Regions from separate parts of the Danio rerio genome. Here region 1 is linked to region 2. The links are chromatin contacts, called in public HiChIP or PLAC-seq maps. All regions are on one chromosome and are shown on one strand. Each heading gives the region's core, a stretch centred on a gene start, on an enhancer-like site or on the middle of the called end of the contact. The rest is flanking DNA. Distances are from core to core; before and after follow the strand shown. Region 1 holds the start of kcnj3b (potassium inwardly rectifying channel subfamily J member 3b). Region 2 holds the start of ino80db (INO80 complex subunit Db).

Region 1 (3,428 bases), core at 457-2,956, 75 kb before region 2:
ACCCCAAAGACGCTGTGCATATAGCCCATTGGTGTCTGATGTCAAAGTACTGCGAGAATGATTCAGAAGCAAACAGAGCTGTCTGCTTTCTGAACACTCTTGCAGGTCTTTGGCGTCATCAACGAATTGATCTGTGTAGTACTTAAAGTCGAACATACCTAGATATCTTAAGCTCCACCCATTCATGTTTAGCACTTTATTACATAATCCCAAATGCTTAATCTATAGGCATATTGTTCTTCTGTATTTTCCGGTGATTTTTAATTTGATTATGTCATGCTCCGTAGGATTGTAGTTATGTCCACGATTAATGCTGGTGAGTACACAGAGAATTTAAAATTGCTTCACTAATTTATTTTGCATGAACAACAGTTTGTGAGTCAAGTGATCCAAACTCATAGTATTAAAAATACAGCAGGCAAGAAGTAACCACTACCCGGATGACCTTCTACCTCTGCTGAGATTCTGAAGTGCATGTTCGATGAACATTATTATCCCATGAGGCCTTGGTGGGGAATTTCTGAATGAGAGTGATGCGGTGCAACTGACACTAATAGGTCATGTGATAATGTCATCATGACAGATATAGGAGGTTTCATTCATACTTTTCATACTACACAAACCATAATTTTCTATTGGTCATTGAGTAAGTTAGAATTCCAAAATGGTAAAAGTTTTGTCAGATTTCCAAATACTTCTGCTTTGAATAAAAGTTTGTGAGCTTGTGACTCACCTCATATTTGGTTGATTTGATTTGTGTCATATACGGCTTTAAGAAAGACCTCCCTATAAAAAAATACCAATAGGAAATGGATTTTGTAAATACTAATGCATCCAGATGTTTCCCAGTACTGGCTTGCAGCTTGAAGGACATCCGCTGTGCAAAACATGCTGGATAAGTTGGCGGTTCATTCTGCTGTGGCAACCCCGATGAATAAAGGGACTCAGCTGAAAAGAAAATGAATGAATGAATGATTCTTGTCATATTCGACTTTTAAACTTCCCAATAATAAAAAAAATCCCTATAGGGAATGGATTTTATAAATACTAATGCATCCAGCTGTTTCTGAGTACCTGGTTGCAGCTGGAAGGGCATCCACTATGTTAAACATATGCTGAATAAGTTGGCAGTTCATTCCGCTGTGGTGATTCCTGATGAATAAAGGGACTAAGCTGAAGGAAAATGAATGAATAATGCATTCAGCACTGCTGGAAGAGGTCAGGTTTAAACGCACTACATTTCAAATCTCATGTAAATGCGGGTATTCTTGGTAGAGTTAATGGTAATTATATATTTTTTGTTTTGTGATATGTAAATTTGTCGATGTACAAAAGTGCTCAAGCAGCTGCTGTTGCTATGGTTACCTCTTTAAGCAAATACAGAAAGCGAGTATTTAACGACTAACTTTTGCGAATAATAAAAGATCTGAAAACTCAATTAACATTCCCTAAAATTGCATTAAAATTTTTGCAAATTCACTTGGGTAAGAGAGAGAAGAGTGGCAAAGACTTAACTGACCCCTCAAACCCTCGTAATGTGCATATAGTGCTGTGATTTTGCAGAGATTACTGTACGTTATATGTGCAGCACCGTTTAGAGAAGCATAATAACAGCGCAGCAAAAAAAACAAGAGATGCACCCAACACAGGAACACGTGTTCATCCCTCCCCCAGCTTCATCTCCACCACCCTCTTAGAGAAGTTTCTCTTATTTGTCGGGGCTGGAGATGGAGTTGGAGAGCTGGAGGCGCGCAGTGCGCAGGAACCGAGAACAGTGAGAAGACGAAGAGAATCAGATAACAGCCTATGCCAGCTGTGAGGAACAGCAGAGGCGGCGAGTTAAAACTTGGACCGGATCCTTAGGGCGTCTACCAACTACCGTCTTATTAAATTGGTGCGATACACCTGGGGAAACAGGAGGAGTGGATGAAGGTGGAGGAGGAGGAGGGTGCCAACGCACAAGTGCTAGACTGCGCCAAGCCAATCTGAGATTACAAATTACTCGCATCCATATTTCTCCACATAGGGCTGAGAGAGTCTGTTTTAGTTATGCGGATCTGGAGAAGACGAGGAGATCTGCGTCGCTCCATCCCAAGACAAACGCGCTGTTATTGACAAACTCCTGCAGGGTAAGCCTTATAAATAACTTTTTGTCTGCCCAGAAATGCGGGAGACTGGTGCGGCTGAAGTGTGAGGAAAACCGAAAACATTTCTGTCAGGAACTAAGCGTACATTCGGGACAACTTTAAGCGAGAAGGATGTCCGCGTTGAGGAAAAAATTTGGGGATGATTATCAGGTGGTGACCACCTCGTCCAGCGGCGGCGGGTTCAACCAAGCGGCCCCCGAGAAGAAAAGGAAACGTCAGCGCTTTGTGGACAAGAACGGCCGCTGTAACGTCCAGCACGGGAACCTGGGAGGAGAGACGAGCCGGTACCTGTCCGACCTGTTCACCACGCTCGTGGACCTCAAATGGCGCTGGAACCTTTTCATCTTCATCCTCACATACACGGTGGCGTGGCTCTTCATGGCTTCTATGTGGTGGGTCATTGCTTTTATACGCGGAGACATGAACCAGGCCCACGACGACAAGTACACGCCGTGCGTGGCCAATGTGTACAACTTTCCCTCCGCTTTTCTGTTCTTCATCGAGACCGAGGCCACTATCGGATACGGTTACCGCTACATTACAGACAAGTGTCCGGAAGGCATCATTCTCTTCCTCTTCCAGTCCATCCTAGGCTCTATAGTGGACGCTTTTCTAATCGGCTGCATGTTCATCAAGATGTCCCAGCCGAAGAAACGCGCGGAGACGCTCATGTTCAGCGAGCACGCGGCGATTTCCATGCGTGACGGCAAACTGACCCTGATGTTCCGCGTGGGGAACCTGCGCAACAGCCATATGGTCTCCGCGCAAATACGCTGCAAACTGCTCAAAGTGAGTATCCAACCAGTTAAATAAAAGTCACACAGAACATATTATTTATTAGAATGTTAAATATCACAGTTTAATTGATGTTTAATCATAACATGTGATTATGATGCATTTAATTGATTATTTAAAAGGTTCAATCTAAGGTTCATCGTTTAGCCTCAACATAGGCTTTACCTCAAGCCCTGATAAATGAGAAGGACCTGTAATTTGATTTGCCCACCTACCGTGGACAAAGTATCGATCCACTCCATGTGACTTTCCTTTTTCAAACACTGTAAATACATTGGACCTGAGAGTCACTACCACAGACATTGAGGAGGACAAGCACACCCCCACCAGTGATTAGAAATGGGCAAATGTTCCCATATTTCCACCTGTACTGTTCTCCTTTAGCTTTTTTTTGGTCAGGATTACATAGGCTAGTCAACCTCAGCAGTCTAAAAAATATTTTTGATGATAAAACAATTAATATTTGGTAATAATCTAATTAGGCAG
Region 2 (3,488 bases), core at 816-3,315:
TGTGCAATTTGGACATCAGTTCTATAAAACAATATGGATTCTGACTGACTGTCTATGTTAATCAACTGGAGAAAGAGATCATTCCAAATCTGACGCCAATTATATAAAAATTTTATTATAATAACTATATTCCTTTCTGTGAACGTTCCTTTAGCGTATGGTGCCCTTTGTTTCTCTAACTATTCACAAAATCAAAAGGTATGTGATATCTACACTTTAAATTAAATTTAGTGTTTGAAAACCATGTAGTGTATACCAGAATTTACATGATCCATTTTATTAAACTCAATTGCAGGAAACTCCAGCTTGATCCTCCAGCTTGATCCTGAAGTTCGGCTAAACTGTCCCTACTAAAAAAAAAACAGCTTAAACCAGCCTAGGCTGGTAGGCTAGTTTAAGTTGGTCGACCAGGCTGGTTTTAGAGGGGTTTTGGCCATTTCCAGCCTGGTCTTAGCTGGTCAGGCTGAGAGATGACCAGCTAAAACCAGCTTGACCAGCCTTGCCATGCTGAGAGCCCAGCCAAAACCAGCTATGTCTATGTCTATATGGCCAGCCTGGTTTAAGCTGGATTTAGCTGGCCATTTTCCAGCCTGACCAGCTAAGACCAGGCTCGTTGGCCAAAACCCCTCAAAAACTAGGCTAGTCAACCAGCTAAAACCAGCCAACCAGTCTAGGCTGGTTTAAGCTGGATTTTTCAGCAGGGATATACTTTACACAGACACATAATGATAGCTAGTTGACATTTAGAGAGCAAGTAAATCAAAGCTCTCAGATCTTGAATAGCACTTACTAATGTATACAAAACCATAAAGGTTATGTCTCTATAATCAAAGTCGACCAGCTATAAAACCATGAACATAAAAATTACACACTTGCTTATCCACGTCAAGTGACATTCAATTTAAAAAGAGCTTTCATTTTAATCACCTCCGACATTTAACAAATCTGAACTCTGCGTTTCAAAGCACCCCTAAAAGCATGCAGTGTGTAGGTTACTCGGCATAAACAGCTCAAATCATTAAATATTAAAGTGACAGGAAGACGGGAAAGTAACCCCTGTTTTAAGCAATCAATGACACTTTAAAAACAGCTGGTGTAAGCAGAGCTTTTAGCAGGTGAAGCACTAAATCATAAAACGATGGCTCATAAAAGAGTTTGGGCAGAGTACAATACGTTTGACATGCAAAGCAACTTTGAAAACGCAAGGGGACGGTGGACAACCCGCCTCCTACTCTATCATGTACTTGGGCAGCACTATCAGTTACTTTTGAGGCAAGGATTGAGCAAGTTGGGTGTAGCGCCGAAGTAACACTTTTGATTCTTTTAACGGAAAGATACGGTCAAAAAATGTAAAGCGGAAGAATGCTATTCTTTGTTGCGACGTAGAAACATTTCGGCCGTATTTTGAAACTTTGTAACGTTTGTCGGAGTACTTATTTAAGTGGCTAAGCCGCTCGGGACCGATAATAAGCAATAATACCCGTACGCCTCGTCGACTACCGGAGACGTTTGAAAGTTTCGAGGGTCTTTAATTCGGAGTACTTTCGCGCATTTGCGTTGTAATAATATTACAAGAAAAACCGGTTTCCGATACACATTTTGTCAACAAATGTTCCTTTATTTGTGCGTAATTCGTAGTTACCGTTGGCCTCTGAAACCTTCCGAATCCCCCCGAGTCGAGTAACGAGGCACCCGCCTTCCAGTGCGCGATAAGCGGGCTTCCGCCTTCACTTGAGTCCGATGCTTCCCGGCAGCCGCTCAGCCTTCGGTCGCTGCGGCCTGTGCTAAACAAGCTACGCTGATCTTTTCATACGGTCGACGGCTACTGCTCTCAACGGGGCTATTCAGCCTCTACCTATCCACTCTCCGCTAGCGGAATTACTTTTTAACGCATGCATTTAATTTTATACGAATCCTACAGGCACATCTTTGTCGATTATTGAACTAAAACTAGCCGTACACAAGGAGAAGGGGGTGTTGGTTTAGTCATCGGATGCGAGGCTTCTTACAGCACAACTACAGGCACTGGGGGGACATGACAACAGCCGACAGTGCAACAACAACCTCTGCAACCATTTTGGAATTCAACTTTGTATGTTCATTGTCGGCTTTAAGAAAGATGACAGACCTCGCAAACACACAATACAGATTGAACATTTGACTGTCTGTCTGTCTAAAGTGTTCAGGCCGGCGAGAAGTTTTATTTAAGCCGCACACATTGATTTTAAGTTTGAGGGATCTCCCCCAAAGTCTTTTCCGACAGCCTCCTCTTACGCGTCTCATCCATGCCTGGAATGACATCACCAACTTCAAATTCACTGCAATCTCACGTGCCAAGATAACATTAGTTTGTGTCAAAATTTATATCGCTGCTATTTCAACAAACTGTTAGCAAGACGACAAAGCTCCAGATAAAACCTCTAAGGCAGGTGAGAGTGGGTGCAAAGAGATTTCGAAGTGTGTCTAAAGGTTGCCCCCTATCAATCCACTTCAGTGATGTCAGCATGATCTTAATACAGTTGCAGAAGAATTGTATGCAAAAGTGTTTGACATTATTAATAATCAAATGTTTACATGCCCTAGAGTTAAAAACAAAATCATGATAAATCCATTCATTTGCCATTTAGGAAAATATAATGAATTAAAAATAATCTAACAACTACAGTTTGTTCTCTGCATTACACTGCACTTGTACCTATAAAGGGATAGTTCACCCAAAAACTCATTTACTCACTCTTTAATTGTTCCAAATCTGCTAAATTCACCTGTTGAACACAAAATAAGATGTGTTGATGAAGGCTGTAGCCATTAACTTAGAATAGCCAAGAAATGGAAGTAAATGGTTACAGTTTTTTAGCTGTTATACATATCTTCTTTTGTGTTCAACAGAATAAAGAAACTAATAAAGCTTTGCAACCACTTCAGGATGAGTACATTTAATAGAACGCATTTTCTCCTCACATTTCCATTCTAGCCTCCAAATAAACAGATTTTCCACTGCGCATGTACTATGAATACCCAGCGATGTAAATGGCGACAATAGTATATTGATATAATACATTTTATTTTTATTCATCATAATAAGAGCTTTCCAAAACAAAGCAGACCTCATTCAGATTCATCGTGGGAATGAAAACTTTACAACACCGTTCAAAGCCTATTTAAATATGAGCACGTTTTAATTAGGCTCTTGTGCAGCCCGTGCAAGAACACAGAGAGCTGAGTAAGCAGAAACAGAGGTTTGTGTTCGTTCATGTACGTGACGAAGACTACTTTTGTGCGTAGTACTACGGACAGATCGGTATGCCTGAAAGGTTTTTAACAAATTGAGGGCTCATCAACCGCTGCTGCTCCCTCCGTCACAGCTTTCACACACTTGGCCATTGTCGGAGAAGCTCTGCTGATGGGGTCTGTGGTGGAAGACAAACAAAGACAAAATAAATAAGTTGAAAGACATACATTTTGCTTACAGGATTACATCTTGCATT

Evidence for each region. HiChIP or PLAC-seq counts read pairs in DNA pulled down with a chosen protein or histone mark.
Region 1: an H3K4me3 HiChIP or PLAC-seq map of gastrula embryo shows a contact between it and region 2, with 3 times the contacts expected there. The contact joins the promoter of kcnj3b here to the promoter of ino80db in region 2. A contact is called at or near these places in 2 of 4 datasets of contacts at active chromatin or transcription factors (embryo and gastrula embryo).

The regions. Positions count from the first base shown.
Region 1 is chr6:14,275,961-14,279,388 of GRCz12tu, reverse strand. It overlaps kcnj3b (potassium inwardly rectifying channel subfamily J member 3b), which reads left to right and starts at 1,706. Exons shown (of 3, transcript XM_005165856.6): 1 at 1,706-2,936. The coding sequence starts at 2,259. It also overlaps a transcript of asic4b not described here.
Region 2 is chr6:14,200,772-14,204,259 of GRCz12tu, reverse strand. It overlaps ino80db (INO80 complex subunit Db), which reads right to left and starts at 2,065. Exons shown (of 10, transcript NM_001080588.1): 1 at 1,643-2,065. ndufs1 (NADH:ubiquinone oxidoreductase core subunit S1) reads right to left here. Exons shown (of 19, transcript NM_001007765.1): 19 at 3,048-3,410. The coding sequence ends at 3,319. It also overlaps a transcript of asic4b not described here.